Linked DNA regions of Columba livia: region 2 is linked to region 1. The links are chromatin contacts, called in public Hi-C maps. All regions are on one chromosome and are shown on one strand. Each heading gives the region's core, a stretch centred on a gene start, on an enhancer-like site or on the middle of the called end of the contact. The rest is flanking DNA. Distances are from core to core; before and after follow the strand shown.

Region 1 (3,737 bases), core at 717-3,216:
CCTCTTTTCATAGTTTCATGATTTTAAGACACAACCTTGTACAGAATAATGCATCCTGTCAAAACTAATATCACAAATTCTCTTAGAGATGAGGCACTAATGGATAGGAGGTGCACAGAAGAACTGACTGGATCCATAGCGATCCGATGAACTCAATGCTCCTGTCTAATCTACTTGAGTTCTGCAGAATAACATCCAGCACACTCTTGGGGGTTATTTAAACATCGAGAGACTGAAAACATATAGCTGAGAAGGATCCAGTCCAAAAGCAGGAAAGACAAGCAAGGATAAAGACATTCAGAAGCTCTTGCATCTAGGACGGTGGTTAAGACAAGCGATAACCAAAGTTATTCCCCTCTGACAGCTGTTCGGTAGCCTACACAAAATGAAATTGTGGTTTCAGTGCAGTTAGTTGACAAATGTTTACATTACAGATGGAACTATGTGGCAAGCTCAGCAGAGAAGCTAAGCAGTTTTGCTAGGTTAACACACCAGCGATAACAGGAGAAAGCATCCCAGTCCCATACTGCTCACCCCGACTCGACATTCATGGGGTCGGTCCAGGTCGCAGGCAAAGAAGCTGTGCAGGAAGTGCTTACACTTCTGCTATCTGCTCGCTCAGGAGCCAGACAATACAGCATTCCACACAGATGCTAAATTAGCAAGGGTAGGCAATTTTTAAGTAATACAAACCTCTTCCTCAAAACAAAACAAAACAAAAAACACAACAAAAAGAACCACCACTACATGTGGCAATTGCTTATATTCCTGTAGTCCCTAAACAATTTTATATCGCAAACTGGCCTTGAAATATGAATAATCCCCAAATCTCTGTGGCCTTGGCCTCCTTGAGAGCCAGTCTTGAAGTGTGAACTGACTGCTCTTGACTTTTTCCCCAATGAACACACACAGCCAGCCGGCTGTTACAGCATGGGTCTGTGTTCTTCACAGGATTTTGCTCCTATAAACCAAGCTTACAGTCAACGTATCCATTCTTTTAAGTGGTACGCTGGATGAGGGAAAACTGAAACACACAAGGTTCAGAAGGGCAACACAGTCAATTGCTACCGAAATTCAGCATCCAAACTACTTGCTGTAATCCAATGGAGGGTTGCTTGTTGTCAGTTTGTCTTATAGCAAGATCATTTGAGAACCTCTCCAATGCACAGAATACTTGGTTTCAGTCCCTGGCACCTCCCCATCACCACCAGATGACCGCTGTGCTGGTCGCTCTGCACTCCCTGAATGAGGGAGCCCCATGAACCCCAGCCAGTGCTTGAATTTGGTGATCTTGCCCAGTGCACTCCCAACCCACCCGTGGCTCAGGAGCCCCATGTGATCACAGCCCAAGGCCGTTAGTCCCCGTCACAGCCCTGTCCGGACGTTGGCCACGCCGACCCATGAGGCTGGTGGCCCTGCCTGGCCACGGGGGCTTGTGTCTGACCCTGTCTCCCCTCACCCGACCCCAACCCCCTCCGGAGGAGTGAAACTCGACAAGTTGCCCGCTCCGGAACACACCTCCAGGCAACGCCGGTTGGCGGGGCGGAAAGGCGGCACCGGGAGCGCCGGGCTCGGCACCAGAGGCGGGAGGGCGCTCCCCGGGCGGGCGCGCCGGGGCCGCGGGGACAGCCACGGGACAGCCGCGGCCCCGCCGCGCCGCCGCCCCGGCCTCCGCGCCAGCCGCCGCCAAGCCGTTGGGCCGGGCGGCATCTAGCGGCCGCTGCCGGCGCCGCGGCTCCCGCGAGGCAGGGGGCCCGCCCGGCGCCGCCGCGGGCGGCCCGGCGGCAGCTCCGTGCCGCGGCGGGGGACGGGGCCGAGGCGCCGGGAGGGCGGAGCAGGTGGCGCCGTTCTGCCTCGTCGGCTGGTGTCGCTCGGTGGTCTCCCGCCCGGCGCGGGCGGCGTTTCAGCCGCGGCTGGGAGCTGCCTCCTTGCGGGTTACAATCCGCCACGAAGTGGAATTCGTCCTCCTCGTCAAAAGCGACACAGATGAGAACGCGGCACTCCGTAAGGTGCCTTTTCCAAGCTGTGGCCTGAATGGCGCCTGCCTGACCAGCCACTCCACGTACCCTCCTCACAAGTGCCCCTACAATCACTAATGATGCTATTCACTCCCCAACATAGATCTCTTCCTTTCCCTGTAAACTGATCAAACGCTATAGGAAATAAATGTGCACGTAACAGGAAATTACAGCTAGTTAGCAACCATGCACAAAACTTCCAGGTCTACGGCTATGCCGTGGCTTTGGCTAGAAGCAAGACGGGAGCGGGAAGGGACTCGTGGCAGGGGGATGGGGTCTGGGGTCAGAAAGGAGACACAGTGTGTCCGTGCACGCTGCGGAGGGGGGTGGCTGCAAAACACAGGCAGCCAAACTGGAGATCAGACCAGCTGCGAGACCTGAAATCCATGCTCTCGAGAAGAAACAGAACGTAATGCTTAACGACATATCATGCTCACAACCCAAGTTTGAAATCCCATCTGAAGGAGCAGCATCTCTACTAATCCGGTTCCCACTATGAGCAGCACCAGGGCAGTGATTCAAGGATGACTCGCAGGGAAGGCTGCCATGTCCTGACTCACCATCCCCGCTTCCTGCAGCCTGGCCTTTCAAGTCTCCGTCCCATTACCGGCTCCCGAAGTGAACCCTCTTATCGTGTGAAGCGCGGTGAAGTCACAGGCCCCCACAGACTGTGTCTATACATACTCTCCCTCCTCCATGTTTCTGTCTGGAAATTTGTTGCTCATGCTGTTCATTTTTTCTCACTAAGATCCAACTAAAATTATTCATAAAATGAATCAGGTTTGGCAGTAACTACATGAATTGTGACAGTTTATTAAGTTGGTTTGTATCTGTGGGTGCTGTGGTGCTGTGTAAAGGCTCCCTGTTAGGTTTTATTTGTAAAAAGTTGAAAACTCACCTTATAGCACTATTCCTGTCCAAAATGCAAGTCGAATGAACGCAGAAGTGTTTAGTTAAAATAACTCCCATTAGCAACAGCAGATTTGAGATAGAGATGCTACTCCCAAATGACAAAGAAGTATTCTTCACTATCTCATTGACAGTGCCTTCTCCAAAAAAACACAGAACAGACCTATACAAGAACATATACTGATACATTTCACAGTGAGAGGTCATGATCTTTTAGCTATAATCTTAACCAATTACCTCTCTCTGGTTCAGTCTGTTCAGGCAAACCTGATTAACAACTTCAAACAGCATTTTGCAAAATGCTAGCTCTAATCTTAAAATATATAAATCACTAAGAAAAACTACAGATAGCCCCCGAACTGCTATGTTTATTTCTGCAGAGACCTTTCACACAGCTCTACCCAAGTTCACTGAAGTGCACAAAACTCTAATGAAATAGGCGAATCTCACTTAGATGACATCTCACCCTAACGAGGCTGTGAGCTTGCCTTGCTTTAAGGAGGTTTATTCTGAGACCACTTGGGCTACACCTTCAAAGTCATTAGCAAGCAAATGGACAGAGAAGGTGGCTATTCTGACCACACCTGCAGTGCTAAGCAATTGAAATTCAGAGCCCTCTGCCTTAAAGCAATGGAAATTCAGACCCCCTAAAACAGGAGCTCTCAAAGCCTGGCACACATATGGAAAATTACTTTGTAACAAGGAAAAGCAAGTAGAGACCAAAAGTGATTCATTTTCTATGCCAGTATCTGGGCTCTGAAGTACATCAAGCAAAATTTCTTGAATTTCTGCAAACAAAAGAATTCCCAT
Region 2 (3,737 bases), core at 460-2,959, 280 kb before region 1:
ATCAGCACAGTGGCATTAACAAAACAGCTTTGCACGAGCTTTCAAAGTAACAATGTAAAGAATCCCCAAAAGACCAACTATTTGTAAAATGTGAGAGGGAAGCTCTAGGTGTGATTTTTCAGAGGTGGGTGCAAGTCTTTCCCTGGAGACGGCATGATTGTTGGAGCCATCCACCGCACTCTGCAATCCCTACATCTCACTGCTCCTCCTCCACCCCCACCCCAGAAGGGGAAGCCTCCTGTTTTCTGCACTCGACCTTTGTGTTGCCTTTCTTGCAGGGGGATAGATGCTGCATGTCTCCGAGTGCCCTCTCATCCACATTTCCCGTAAACACTCAGAACACCTGTTTACTCTGACTCACCCACTCCTCATGCAGACTCTCCCTTTTTTTGACAGCAGACCTCACTCAGGTAGTATGTGCTGCTAATATCCTTCAGGCCCATGTAATAACATGCCTTCTGTCCAATTCCTAACATCCTTCAATCAGCCCAGCCAGTGGGCTAACTGCTTACGCTCCTGTGATTTATATAAGTGCAATTAATTTAAACTGCATCACTCCAGTGTTGTGCTGGTGAAAATGCCCCGAGAGCGAGTACCTCACTGGTGAATCAGACCCTTTACTTTTAACAGACATACAAAAGAACAGATCCTGAGCCAGTGAAAATCTGCATGGCTCCATTCATTTCAACACACAAACTTAAACGAGCTGGAGGTCTGAATCACAGCTCATGTAACAGACTATTTAGATACAGACTAATGCCTCACATCCTGAAATGCAATGCTTTCCCAGAGTTGGCAGGGGATGGGGACTTCTCAGATGGAACAGAGCTGAGAGGGGAGCATAGACCACAAATGCAACCTTTTAAAAATGCTTTGTGGATTTCTTCATTTCTGTGGAGTTGAGGAAATCAACAGCCTGTGTCTTTGCTCTCCCTTCAGGGAAGAGCTACAGTTGTTCTTCCAGCCCAGCTGCAAAGCAGGTACCTGAGAAGTTCCTTTCCTCACCACTTTCCCTTTCCTCCTGTAGCTTGGGTGCGTTGCCTGCAGCTTGGAAATCCATGTGACACCTTTCACTGATGGACATGAGAGTTAGACACTGAACAGCTGAATCTTTTTAATCAGTTCTTGAAAATAGCTAACTTTCTCTGCACTTGTTTTGGCATCTCCAAGATTAAGAAGTCACACAACTTGACAAAGCACTTTACCCTTACGTGTCTTAACATAACCAGAGCAATTTTTTTTTTCCACGTCTATTCCAACACCTGCTACAAAAAAGGGCTGGGGTGGTCTCTGTAAAACACCCCTCCGCTCCTCCTCCTGACAGGACAGATCCCTAGCTGCACGCCAGCACGGCATGCCGGTATGTGCCCAGGCAGGTGCAGGTAATACACAAGGAGTGGGGGAAAGGGGTGGGGAGGGCAGACCAAGAGTCAATCAGAGTGTAATTTGTGTTAGAAATTCACCAGCATTCAGCTGTCCATATTTTCAAGATGCAAATACTTTAAAATTAAAAAACCTATCTGTGACTAAATGTCTCCTCTGAATCAGTCTAGGTAACCAGAAAATGCTGTGGCACATTTAAGAGACTTTTATCCTAAATGAAATACATAATACAGATTATACCTTCATAGGAAATCAAGTGGTCTTAAATATACTAATGGAGAAGGATGTTTAAAAGACATTTAAATTACCCACTCTATAATTTTTTTTTTTTTTGGGGGGGTGCTTATCTGTGCATCTTTTGACTGCTTTGGATAATTAGGAAAATTTCCTTGGCAGTGCTCTGAGAGGATAGGCAAAAGAGTGACATAACTACTCCCAAGGAAGGAAAGGTCGAGGTTTTGCGTTCTGCAGACTTTTAATGTAAAAAAGAAAGTAGTCTGTGTATGAACAGTCTGAAGTAGTAGGCATATTATGTAAAACCTATCACCCTGCTCTGAAATGTTCTTTTCCAGGTCTTCTCCCTCTCCTTGAACTCACTTGCGGTGTCTCAGTGGCTCTTCTGCCTGGAAGGGTGCAGGTTAGAGAGGCAGGCTGCAATTCTCCAGCCTTTCCTAAACGCGAGTATTCAAAGGCTGTTCCCAAGCGGAGCAGGCACACAGTCAGTTCAAAGACTTCCAATAGCTCTGCTGGCTAACTTGTTATCTTGTAATGTCCGTGTCCATCCGTGCCCCCTCCTCCCTCCCCCGCCCCGCTTCAGTGCTTAACGAACATTTTGTTCCATTGTAATTCTTGTATCAAACATCTGGAAAACAGACTTGAGTTTGCTTTTTAAAAAAAAAATAAAATAAAAAAAAAAATCAGCTGAATCAGTAAACTGACCTTTTTTTTTTTTAAAAAAAAAAAAAAGGAAAAAAGACACCACTTTGACCAACACGTTTTTCTGGACTGAAATTCTACCGAGCCACATACACCCATTTGGTCGCAGGATAAGGCGCTCTGACCACAGCTCGTTCCTCCGTTCACAGCTGTATCCAGCGGGAGGAGCTGAAACCTGAACCAAACCCTCTGAGCGAGGATTGGATCCCTCCCGCCAGCAACCCCAGAGCCCTCCCAGAACAACAGCCTCTTTGGAAAAAAAAAAGAAAAAAAAGTGCTTGAGAACATCCCGAAGCGATTGGAGGAGCGGGAAACCCTTCCCCCCTGCACCTGACTCGTGGGTATTTACAGCACTTTTCAAGGCGCCTTTGCGCTGCCACTACACGACCGCAGTGGATGGACCGCGCCGGCTAGGCAGCGCGATAGGGACCGATGCGCTCGCAGTGATCGCGTGTGCGTGGGGCTGCTGCAGCGCCAGCCGGGGACCCTTACACCCATCCACCTACCCACCCACCAGGAGAGCCTGGGAAAAGGACAAAACCCGCCATCCAAAATGCCACGGTCCTTCCTGGTCAAGAAACATTTCAACTCATCCAAGAAGCCGAATTACAGCGAACTGGACACTCATACAGGTAGCAAAATGAAACTTTGTGCCACTGCGCTGCTTTTGAGGTTGCGGTCATTGCGTGGCAGTAGCGAGGAGGGGTGGGATTGCTTTTTGGGCTCAGGAGAGTGGGTTAGTTCATTGCTAGCTCTTTTTCCTTTTGCTTATAAGGAGGGAGCTTTGAGAAACGTGTCAGCGCTGCCCAGAATGAATAGTAGAATTTGCTCATCCACTTGAACTCAGTTACTTAGAGAGGATTTGGAGTTTTCCTGTTCTGTATCTGCTGGTGTTGGAATTTAAAGTTTTATATAAATCCTTCAGGAAGTTTCATTGCTTCATTGTATCGGACTTCACATATTTAGAAACAGTATGCTGCATCGAAGAGACTTTTCAACTGTAATTTTCTGTTCAAGTGCACTGTCTCTACCCATCAGAATATATGTATGAAATAGTATTTCCTTAATCCTCCTTATGTTCAGATGACCATACTGAGTGTTTAGTTTATGCACCTTTTAATCTCCAAAATGATAATTTTGCTGGCTTTTGAAATAGTATTTAGTTCTCTTACCTTTTTTTTTTTTTTTCTCCTCCAGTGATTATATCCCCATACCTGTATGAAAGCTACCCAGTCCCTATCATACCACAGCCAGAGATCCTGAGCTCAGTAGCTTACAATCCCATTACTGTGTGGACTACAACAGGGCTGCTACCGTCTCCATTACCCAATGACCTCTCTCCACTTTCTGGATACCCCTCATCTTTGGGAAGAGTAAGCCCACCTCCACCTTCTGACACCTCCTCCAAAGATCACAGT

What was found. Hi-C and Micro-C count contacts between places; a contact is called where the count stands out from the background.
Region 2: a Hi-C map of crop shows a contact between it and region 1, with 5 times the contacts expected there. The contact joins the promoter of SNAI2 here to the enhancer-like site in region 1. A contact is called at or near these places in 2 of 2 Hi-C or Micro-C datasets (crop and liver).

The regions. Positions count from the first base shown.
Region 1 is chr2:118,864,975-118,868,711 of bColLiv1.pat.W.v2, reverse strand. No RefSeq gene overlaps it. Among named protein-coding and RNA genes, the nearest start is that of UBE2V2, 130 kb to the right of the region's middle. Within about 2 kb of position 1,966, at least 3 of the 3 cell types and tissues checked have an H3K27ac peak away from gene starts, as active enhancers do.
Region 2 is chr2:119,148,823-119,152,559 of bColLiv1.pat.W.v2, reverse strand. SNAI2 (snail family transcriptional repressor 2) reads left to right here and starts at 1,709. Exons shown (of 3, transcript XM_005502842.4): 1 at 1,709-2,951; 2 at 3,517-3,737. The coding sequence starts at 2,873.